Linked DNA regions of Mus musculus: regions 1 and 2 are each linked to region 3. A link is a contact called in public Hi-C and promoter capture Hi-C data. All regions are on one chromosome and are shown on one strand. The core of a region is the stretch at or near the end of the contact, and the rest is flanking DNA. Distances in the headings are between cores, read along the strand shown. Region 1 holds the start of Corin (corin, serine peptidase). Region 2 holds the start of Nfxl1 (nuclear transcription factor, X-box binding-like 1). Region 3 holds the start of Tec (tec protein tyrosine kinase).

Region 1 (2,700 bases), core at 72-2,571, 360 kb after region 3:
GATGATATTCCCACACTCCATGTCTTTTCGGAAGCAAAGTACCCATTACCACTTCCTTCCACTCGTACAAATGTGCCTTTGTCCACACAATGATACTCAAGGTCTTATTGTCTGCTTACTATATGTAGCCTTCTCTAGTGGAGATGGGCTACAGTATAACCTTGAATAATTATTGAAATTTTGAAAATTTTGATTAAAAATGCATTTAAAACTCACGTTTAAGAAAACTTAAATTTTTGTTATCCTTGGCGGTTTTTTTTTTCAATTTTCGATAAATATTTAAGAATTGTCTTGGGCTTCAATGCAACCTTTGCTTTGGAATGTCTACACTGCTTTCCTTGACGCTATTAGAATGCAGCTCCCTGTCTGATGGGCGCGAATTTGCTGGCCCCTGATTTCAGCCTGGGCAGGTTCTTGTCAGACAATCGCAGGCCCGAGTTCTCCTAGCCCATGAAGCTCAAACAGCAACGCCGTTTCCCCCCCTAAACTTGTAGCAGAAGACAGATTTGCAATTTGTGTAACACGAATAATGCCTGCCTTCGAAACCTGACATCTTTTCGAACACAACAAACTTGTCATTGGATCGCTAGTGTCTGAAGACATTCATTTTGATACTTGCCTGGCTAGAATCCTGTATGAGGGGATAGACTGTTCTAGATGTGATAATGAGAGTTCGGAAGAGAGCAGCCCTTTACACTGCTCAACAAAGTTCTGCCCTCAACAAAGCAGCAAAGGCCAAAAGCTGCTGCCCCATAGTTGAAGGGTTGGTTTGTTTGTTTTTTCCCTGGTGTGGAGGATGGGGGCAGTAGACTCTTGGCTCTCCATCTGCCATAGAAAAATAACTTTTTTGAAGGCTGGGGTGGGTATGGAGGAACTGTCTCATTAAGGGTTATGGGTAGGACCCAGAGACGTGAGTGAAGGGAGGGAGTGGTCTGCGGGTGGGGTCTGCCCAGCAGACAAAATATGGGGCTCCAATCCCCTGAGTATAACTTCACTCCGAGTGAGGAGAAAGACACCCGTAGTGCCTCTCCTCGAGATCCATAGAGCAGAGAAAAGCGACCGAGATAAGAGTGGACAGAGGAGAAAGATATGTTCACGAAACGGCCCCCCGCCCTTGCTCCGGAGGAGTACAGCCGCCGAGCTGACGCCCCAAAGAGGGTAAGATCCACCCTCCTCGCTCCTCCAGCACACAGGTCGCGTGGCCTGAGTCCTGGTGACTTCAGAGTCAACCTTTTTTCTCCCTGTCCCTTCCTCCTTTCATCGGGTGCCACCTCCTTCCCGTCCGTAGGTCAGTGAGCACAGACTTCTCAGTGGCTCGTTCTAGTCCCCAGGCAGACGGTCCCTCACTCCTGTGGCTTGGCGTCGGAGACGCTGGCAGTCATGGGCAGGGTTTCCTTCAGCGTTCGGGTCAGCTCCGTGCGGAGAGCCCGCTGCTCTTGTCCTGGGCGATGCTACCTCTCCTGCAGAGTCCCTCCAACCACCGCCCTCCGTGCACTGAACGGTCTTGGCTGCGCGGGGGTTCCGGGGGAGACTGCAGGTGGAGCCGTCGGACCCGGCCCCTTGGGGACCCGTGGCTTCCTCTCCGGGTCCAAGTTCCAGGCTCCCGGCAGCTGGAAGGATTGCTTTGGAGCCCCGCCTGCTCCAGACGTAAGCCTGCATCCCTACTGCGCGCGCCCTTGCTACTAGCTCCGTGACTAGATCCCATTTGTAGTAGCTTCTCCCACTGGGGATCAGTCAATGCCCCCGGATGGCCCTATGCCTTGGCACCGCACAACTCAGAGCTGGAAACGCCCGGGTCCCCTGCTCGCGAACTTACTCTGGGACAGGTACCCGTCCCGGGCGCACCGAGCACTGTCTGCGGTTTGCGGCGCGGGTTTGGAGCTGCTAGGGTTTGGGACGGTTTTCCTCCCGCAGTCCTGGGAAGTATTAGCCTTCCTGCCACAATCTGCAGAGAAAAAGGAAGGGCACTGCCGAGGGTCCCCCTGACCTGAGCCTCGGGAAACCCAGTCTAGGTTGCAGCCATCCTTATCTGCTGCGTCCTTAGGGTCTTGGAATCAGCTGCGCATAGGCGGGCCAGAATCAGTCAGTGTCAGCAAGGGAGAGAGGGGTAGTTAGGAAGGCATCCCGAGGCGGTGTCCTGGAAGGTTCTGCCTGAACTCAGTGCGGGACTTCTGGGCCGGAGCTCTAGAGGCGGGAGAGCAGTGGGCGCGCTTTGCGCAGCTTCCCATTTTGGGGACCGAGGTGGGGACTCAGTTTCCAGATTCTCAGGCAAGTAGTCCCAGCAATCCCCTCTCACTGAAACTTCTCAGAACTTCGTGCTGCCAAGGCTCACAGAACCAGGCTCCAAGGGTCTCTATGTCCATGTCTGTGCTTTATAGTTTATAGTTTCCATTTTTAGGATAGGAAGGAATCTACTGATGGACGCGAAAGTCCGCAAGAGAACACCAGAGAACACCAGAGTACTACCGGATAAGGGAGCCAAGCTAGGACTCACTGCTGCTTGCTGTTTCAGGGTTCATTTTGGCAGAATTTTGAAGTTAGAAGTGCTGCTAACATGTTGGCAAACCTCCCAAACAAACAACAACTAGGCTTTTGGGGGTGTGTCAGTCAGGATACTACCAACACTCATCGGTCCCCGATACCCACTAGTTTTGTATGAGATGACACTCAAAATCAGTTTCTGTAACCAGAGGCCCGGGG
Region 2 (2,737 bases), core at 143-2,642, 310 kb after region 3:
AATTGGTTTCAATGATGAGACTCCACATGTTATTAAACAGGTATGTAAAAGAAAAGGAAGGAATGCTTGTTTGAAGCTCTCGATAAATATTAGAATAGTTTATAACTAATGTTTGGAGGACTGGAGGGAATGTGTTCTCAGGAAGGTTTAGTATGGAGATTTGGACAATGTGCTAACGCAGATCTGTGCTACACACCAAGGTTCTATGAGGGTCTCCTTATCATCAGCCACCTCAATATTCCCTCGACATTTACTGGTTTTGGATGAATTATAGGCCATGATGTAATACCTATGTACAAGAAATTAAAAACATGATAGAATTAAAGCTTAGTTTCAGCACAATTACCTCTCTATGCTTTAGTTTTCCCAGTGGTAAAATTGGAATGATAAATAAGGTTATTTTGAATAAAAAAAAATATTGACACAATGGACATGATGATGAAGGCCTGGAGCCCCAACAACTTCTAAGGCTGTGGTGAGAGAATCATGAGTTCAAGAACAGCCTAGATAATATTAAAAAAACTCATCTCAATAAATTATAAGTGTAAAACTTTGTATATGTGCAAACACACACACACACACAGACACACACACATATATATGTAAATATTTTGTACACTCCTGGACACATTGAATGGCATCTAAATATATTTGTGGTAAATGTTGGGAAATTAACTAAGCTGAAGGGTAATTTAAGGATTGTATAACTTCAAATATCAACAAAAATTCAGCTCATTTTCCAAGAGACCACTAAATGAATTTCTGCAATCTATACGTAAAGATTAGCTGCTGGCTTTCAGTTATTTTCCTTAATGAATCTACTGGAGGGAGCAGCCTTGAAAGGAAAAGAAGCAGTCTCTAAGGGAAAGCTTGTTTTAAAGTATAAAAGGTGGTTAATACTAGGGGCTAGATTTCATTGTGAGTTCTGAAAGCTTTCTCCACTCAAACCATTTTTTCCTACAATGCTCCCGTGGCTCTTCTGATCCTGCTCCCCATGGCGTCTTCTGTTTTCTAAGTACTTCCTGGACGAGGACCTGCCTGCTACCTGCAAGCAGCAAGACTATGGCGAGAACAACTGTTTGTGAATTTTGCCCTCTCTGAATCCTGAAACCTCGCGTATTTCCTGGGAGCAGCCGCCAGTAGCAGCATGCTCCCGGCACGCCCACCAACGGAGGCGTCTACTTTTCATGAGCCTCGGAACACTCTGGGAAATGTAGTTCCCCAAAGGCCGCGAACGACCGCGCATGCGCACTGAGCATTCCTTCGTCTCTTCCGGGAAAAAAAAAAAAAAAAAAAAAAGCTGCCTCGCTGCCACGCATTCTGCGGTCCGCGGGCGGAGGCTTCTGGGAGTTGTAGTCCCTGGCGGTGGGCGCCGTCGGTAAGGAGACGTAGCTTTTCGGTGCGGTCCACTTCAGCAGTTGGTTCCCGGCCGCGGCCGCGGCCGCACGGTCAGTTCGCGTTTCTGTGCCTACCGCACTTCTCCTGAGGCTGAGGAGAATTTCCCGTGGCTGGGTTTTTCCTGTCCCGGGTGGGCTCCTCGTGGCTCCGTGCTTCTTTTCTGCCCTCCGTCTTTTCCCTCCTCGCCCGTCGCTCGAGCCTGGGCTTGGCGGGACTCGCCCTCGGGAGACACAGGGCCGCAACCTCCTCAGACCCGGGTCTCCGTGTCGCGGGGTCCGTCCGCACCCAGCCTGACCCTGCGGTCCCTCGGCAGCCGCCTCCATCCTCGGACGCCCGTTCACGCTCCTTCTCCTTTATCTCTCCGCTGCAGGGATGGACGCTCCCTGGCGCCAGGTGGCCGCTGGCCGAGGCCGAGCCCGAGGACGGGCCACCGCAGTGCCCCTCTCAGGAAATGGAGTCCCTTTTGGTGGCGCTGGAGGAGGGCGAGCCAAAGGGTCTGGGGGCGCGGTGTCTTCGGGCCCCGGCCCCGGGGGAGCAGCAGCTCTGGCCCCTGCGGGTCGCGGGCAGCGCTCAGCTGGAGGCGAAGCCCCGCAGCCCCCGGGGGCCCGGGGTGAGGATGGCTCAGGTGAGGATGGCTCGGGTCTCCCGCCCCACCAAACTCCCCAAGTCACTTCCCTACTTATCGCTGGCTGCCAGGGCCCTCCAAGTCTCTCATTCACTTTTTAACAGCTCCCGGAGTTTAGTCTCAGGGAACCGTCTCCATTCAGGCAGATTTTCATCTCATCGCTTGCATCCTCATTTTAATTGATAATTGCCTTTGTTAGTCACTTTCTTCAATTGTGTGCAGCTGATTTGGTTAACTCAGTAAATGGATCGCCAGAGTTTGTTTTCTTTTATAATCTAAGATGTTTAACATCTGTCGTAAAATAGGACCTTGTGCTTTCGCATCTGTGTGTATGGTAACAGCAAGCTAGGCTAAGGTCTCAGAATTCCATTTACGAACAGATTGGGAACTCCATTCTTCATTAATCAACTCGACTTTCAAGACCAGTTGTTGATAGCCATCTTTCCCAGGCTACCTGACTTTTTGGACCCTGTAAGCGTTTTGGTTGTTGTTTTTAACTGATCCCAGTGCAGAAATTCCATGTCTTTCCATGATGTATCAGGTGTTGCCACGATGGATTTGCCAATAGCCTTGGTCCAAGATCTTTTAGGGCGACGTTGAGAGTGTTTATACATAACACTCCAGATAAAAGAGAGTGGTCCCTGAAAGTGTTTTGTGTTTGGAAGGTATTTTTTCAGAAGAGGTTTAAAATTTTTATTTCTGAAATTATAGTAG
Region 3 (2,823 bases), core at 98-2,597:
TTACCCCAGTTTATTTCAGCCAAGACATTTCTCACCTGTGAAATGGTTTCTTTGCTTACCGGTATATTGGTTTTCTCCCTATGTAAAGGCTCCACTGTGGAGGTCAGAGGCTAAGTGTCTTTCTCAATTGCTCTCTTCCATATTATTTGAGATAAAGTCTTTCATGGAACCCGGAGCTGGCCAGTTGGGCTAGATTGACTGGCCAAGCTATGCTTGGTTCTGCCTCCAGCTCTGGAGTACAGGTGAAAAACAGCTTCCTTCCTTCCTTTCTTTCTCTTCCCTTTTTCTTTCTTTCTTTCTTTCTTTCCTTTTTTTTTTTTTTTAAAAACATGGGCTCTACCTGATCAACCTTCGGCATAGCAAGCATTTTACAAATTAATTTCTCTCTCCATCCCAAAGGCGAACTCAGTCTTTTATTCCCATGGACTATTATGAACATTACAGTCCTATCCTGTGTCTCTCTCCTTCTGAGAGGTCCTCATATCCCTGCCCTGGCTGGCCTGGAAACCACTATGTTTACCAGACTGGCCTTAAATGCTTAGAAATGGGCTTGCCTTTGCCCTCTCAGCTGGAATAAAATATGTGGGCCACCATGCCTGTCTGACAGTACAGGATGGATGAGATCAGATAACAGTGGCTAAGACTCAAGACTACCATCAAAGACAACTTAGACTTGAAAGTAGGGAATCAAACCCAGGGCCTTGTGCATGTTAAGCAAACATTGTACCACTGATCTACAGCCCCAGCCTTTCCAGGACAGCTTCTCAGTTAGCTAGCTAGCTAGGTGACAAACGGCACGTTCTTTCCTGGAGTCTAAGAATTTTACAGTATTTAAAGTGAATAACTTGAAGGTTGTTTTCATTATTAGTGTATCAACAGTAATAATGTAAGTGGGTGACCCTATGCTAGGCTCTGATGCTTCAGGCTTGTCAGTCAAGCCACCCATTCTTCTATCACCCCAGAGCACAGCATCATCCGGTTTCGCCCGCGAGGGGCTAAGCGGAAGTGGAGGTCGGTTCTTAGCCACCCACAAGTGCTATTGCTACCGGCTCTCCGAGCCGGGGACGAAGGAGCATTTTTCTGGACGGTTCTCTTAGGATGGGAAGTCCGGACTTAGAGAGACCCCACGCCGCGTCTGTCTGGATAAGAGACGCTCCCTGGAACTTCGGCCGCAGGACCGCGAGCTCCGATTCTTCCCTTTGGCTTTGAAATCGCGGAAGGAAGGTGGGACACTGGCGCTGTGGGCAGCGGAGGGCAGAGGCGGCGCGGCGAGGGGGCGGGGCCAGGGAGGAGCCGGGCGGTGGGCGTGGCCGATGGGTTTGGTCAGCGCTTGCCGAGCTCCGGGCTCCGCAGTTTGGACGTCGCTCTGTCTTGGCTTGTCTCGGCACGCGCTCCGTCAAGGTAAGAACCAAGGGACTCTCGGCGCTCACGGAGTTGGCCTCCACCTGCGGGAGACTGACCTTAGTGGGATTAGGGAGGATTTTTCTACCCTTCTCACGGAGGTGAGAGCGGACTCTCTGCGTCAGGTCAGAGGCCCGTCCCCCTTGGGCCAGGAAGAAGGGACAGGTGCGCTCCCCTGATGGCCGCGCCTTCCCCGGTGGCTGCAGATCTGAGCCCTTTTGGACTTGGTATCTGAGCCGAGAGGACTCGCGATTGAGTTCCTTTCCCAGTTGAGCGGCAGGGGGCCTTTCTTCTTTCTGCTTGTCCCGCGGTAAAGTTCGAATCCAGGAAGACAGTCCACAGTTGCTTGTGCCCGAGCAGGTGCACGTACTTCTTTAGCTATTTTTCTCTTCTGGAAAGTGGTATCTGGATCTTGATAAACAGGGACTCGAAGAATCAAAGTGGGAAAAACTACGTGGACCTTGTCCCGAGACTGTGCAATTTCCCCTGGATCTGACATTTCTTAACTTTTTCCTGTCGTTGGCGAATATGTTTCTGTGTACCAGGTCCCATTCGGGCTTATCTTTGGAAAGTGGAATATTTGGTTAGAAGAGTTGATCGCAGTGTTAAATTGGGACAACTGGGTGGCTGGCTTGGTTAAGTGGGTTTGGAGCCTATCCAGACAGAATAGTTGCATGCTTTAAGCAGAGGTTTTACATTTTTCCAGTGAGTTCCCATTTTCCTCTAAGGAAACTCTGACAACCTATTCCCGTCTATATAATTCTTTTACAGAGCCGAGGCGCGGTAGGAGGAAGCATCGAGTCTCCTAAGTAAGATTTGGGATTTAATAGCTGAGTGATCGACACTGTAGCTCTGTGGTCTATAGACTCAAAATAAGGAAGAGCTTGATTTTTTTCCGCGAGGCGGGGGTTGGGGGGAGCTGTGGCTAAACTTACACATTAAGTATTTGAAAACATCCATGTCGTCCAGTTACATTTTCATTGTTTAAGACAGACCTATCTTTTCGCCATACACTTATGAATCCGATCACTATTCCTCTCCTTGCCAGCTCAGGGGTGCTTTCTGTAGGGTGCCTATGTAAATCACCCTCGTTCTTCCCACAAGGGTGTGTGCCTTCGGGTTTGTGGAATTGTGTGGGGACAGGTATTGTAAACACATGCAAATCAGTGAAGCGCTCTAGTAGGCGATACCTTTGCCCTACATGGATCTTTGGCCTAGAGTTTCCCTCTCTTTCTAGATTGGAAAGAATCTAGGGTGGGAATGCAAGGTTTAGCATTGCCACACTGTTTTCTTGATTCCCTTACAACAAGGTGGTCTTGTTTACAGACAGGGCTGGGGCTATGTGTAACCTCTCTCCCTACAGCTGATCCTTAAAGGAGGATGGAGATACTGTGGACAATTACTGGCACATTTGTGTTCTTG

The links. Promoter capture Hi-C pulls out the DNA fragments that hold promoters and counts their contacts. Hi-C and Micro-C count contacts between places; a contact is called where the count stands out from the background.
Region 1: a Hi-C map of embryonic stem cells shows a contact between it and region 3, with 4 times the contacts expected there. The contact joins the promoter of Corin here to the promoter of Tec in region 3. A contact is called at or near these places in 5 of 39 promoter capture datasets (embryonic stem cells, hippocampal neurons, liver and 1 more) and 1 of 484 Hi-C or Micro-C datasets (embryonic stem cells).
Region 2: a contact with region 3 is called in a promoter capture Hi-C map of neural stem cells. The contact joins the promoter of Nfxl1 here to the promoter of Tec in region 3. A contact is called at or near these places in 16 of 39 promoter capture datasets (the 3T3-L1 cell line, 3T3-L1-derived adipocytes, the C10 cell line and 10 more), 4 of 484 Hi-C or Micro-C datasets (CD4 T cells, LSK cells, erythroblasts and 1 more), 3 of 115 datasets of contacts at active chromatin or transcription factors (effector CD8 T cells, embryonic fibroblasts and memory CD8 T cells) and 2 of 9 other capture datasets (adipose tissue and liver).

The regions. Positions count from the first base shown.
Region 1 is chr5:72,502,829-72,505,528 of GRCm38.p6, reverse strand. It overlaps Corin (corin, serine peptidase), which reads left to right and starts at 1,321. Exons shown (of 22, transcript NM_016869.3): 1 at 1,321-1,647. The coding sequence starts at 1,381.
Region 2 is chr5:72,558,300-72,561,036 of GRCm38.p6, reverse strand. It overlaps Nfxl1 (nuclear transcription factor, X-box binding-like 1), which reads left to right and starts at 1,392. Exons shown (of 23, transcript NM_133921.3): 1 at 1,392-1,448; 2 at 1,769-2,023. The coding sequence starts at 1,771.
Region 3 is chr5:72,866,972-72,869,794 of GRCm38.p6, reverse strand. It overlaps Tec (tec protein tyrosine kinase), which reads left to right and starts at 1,347. Exons shown (of 19, transcript NM_001113460.2): 1 at 1,347-1,401.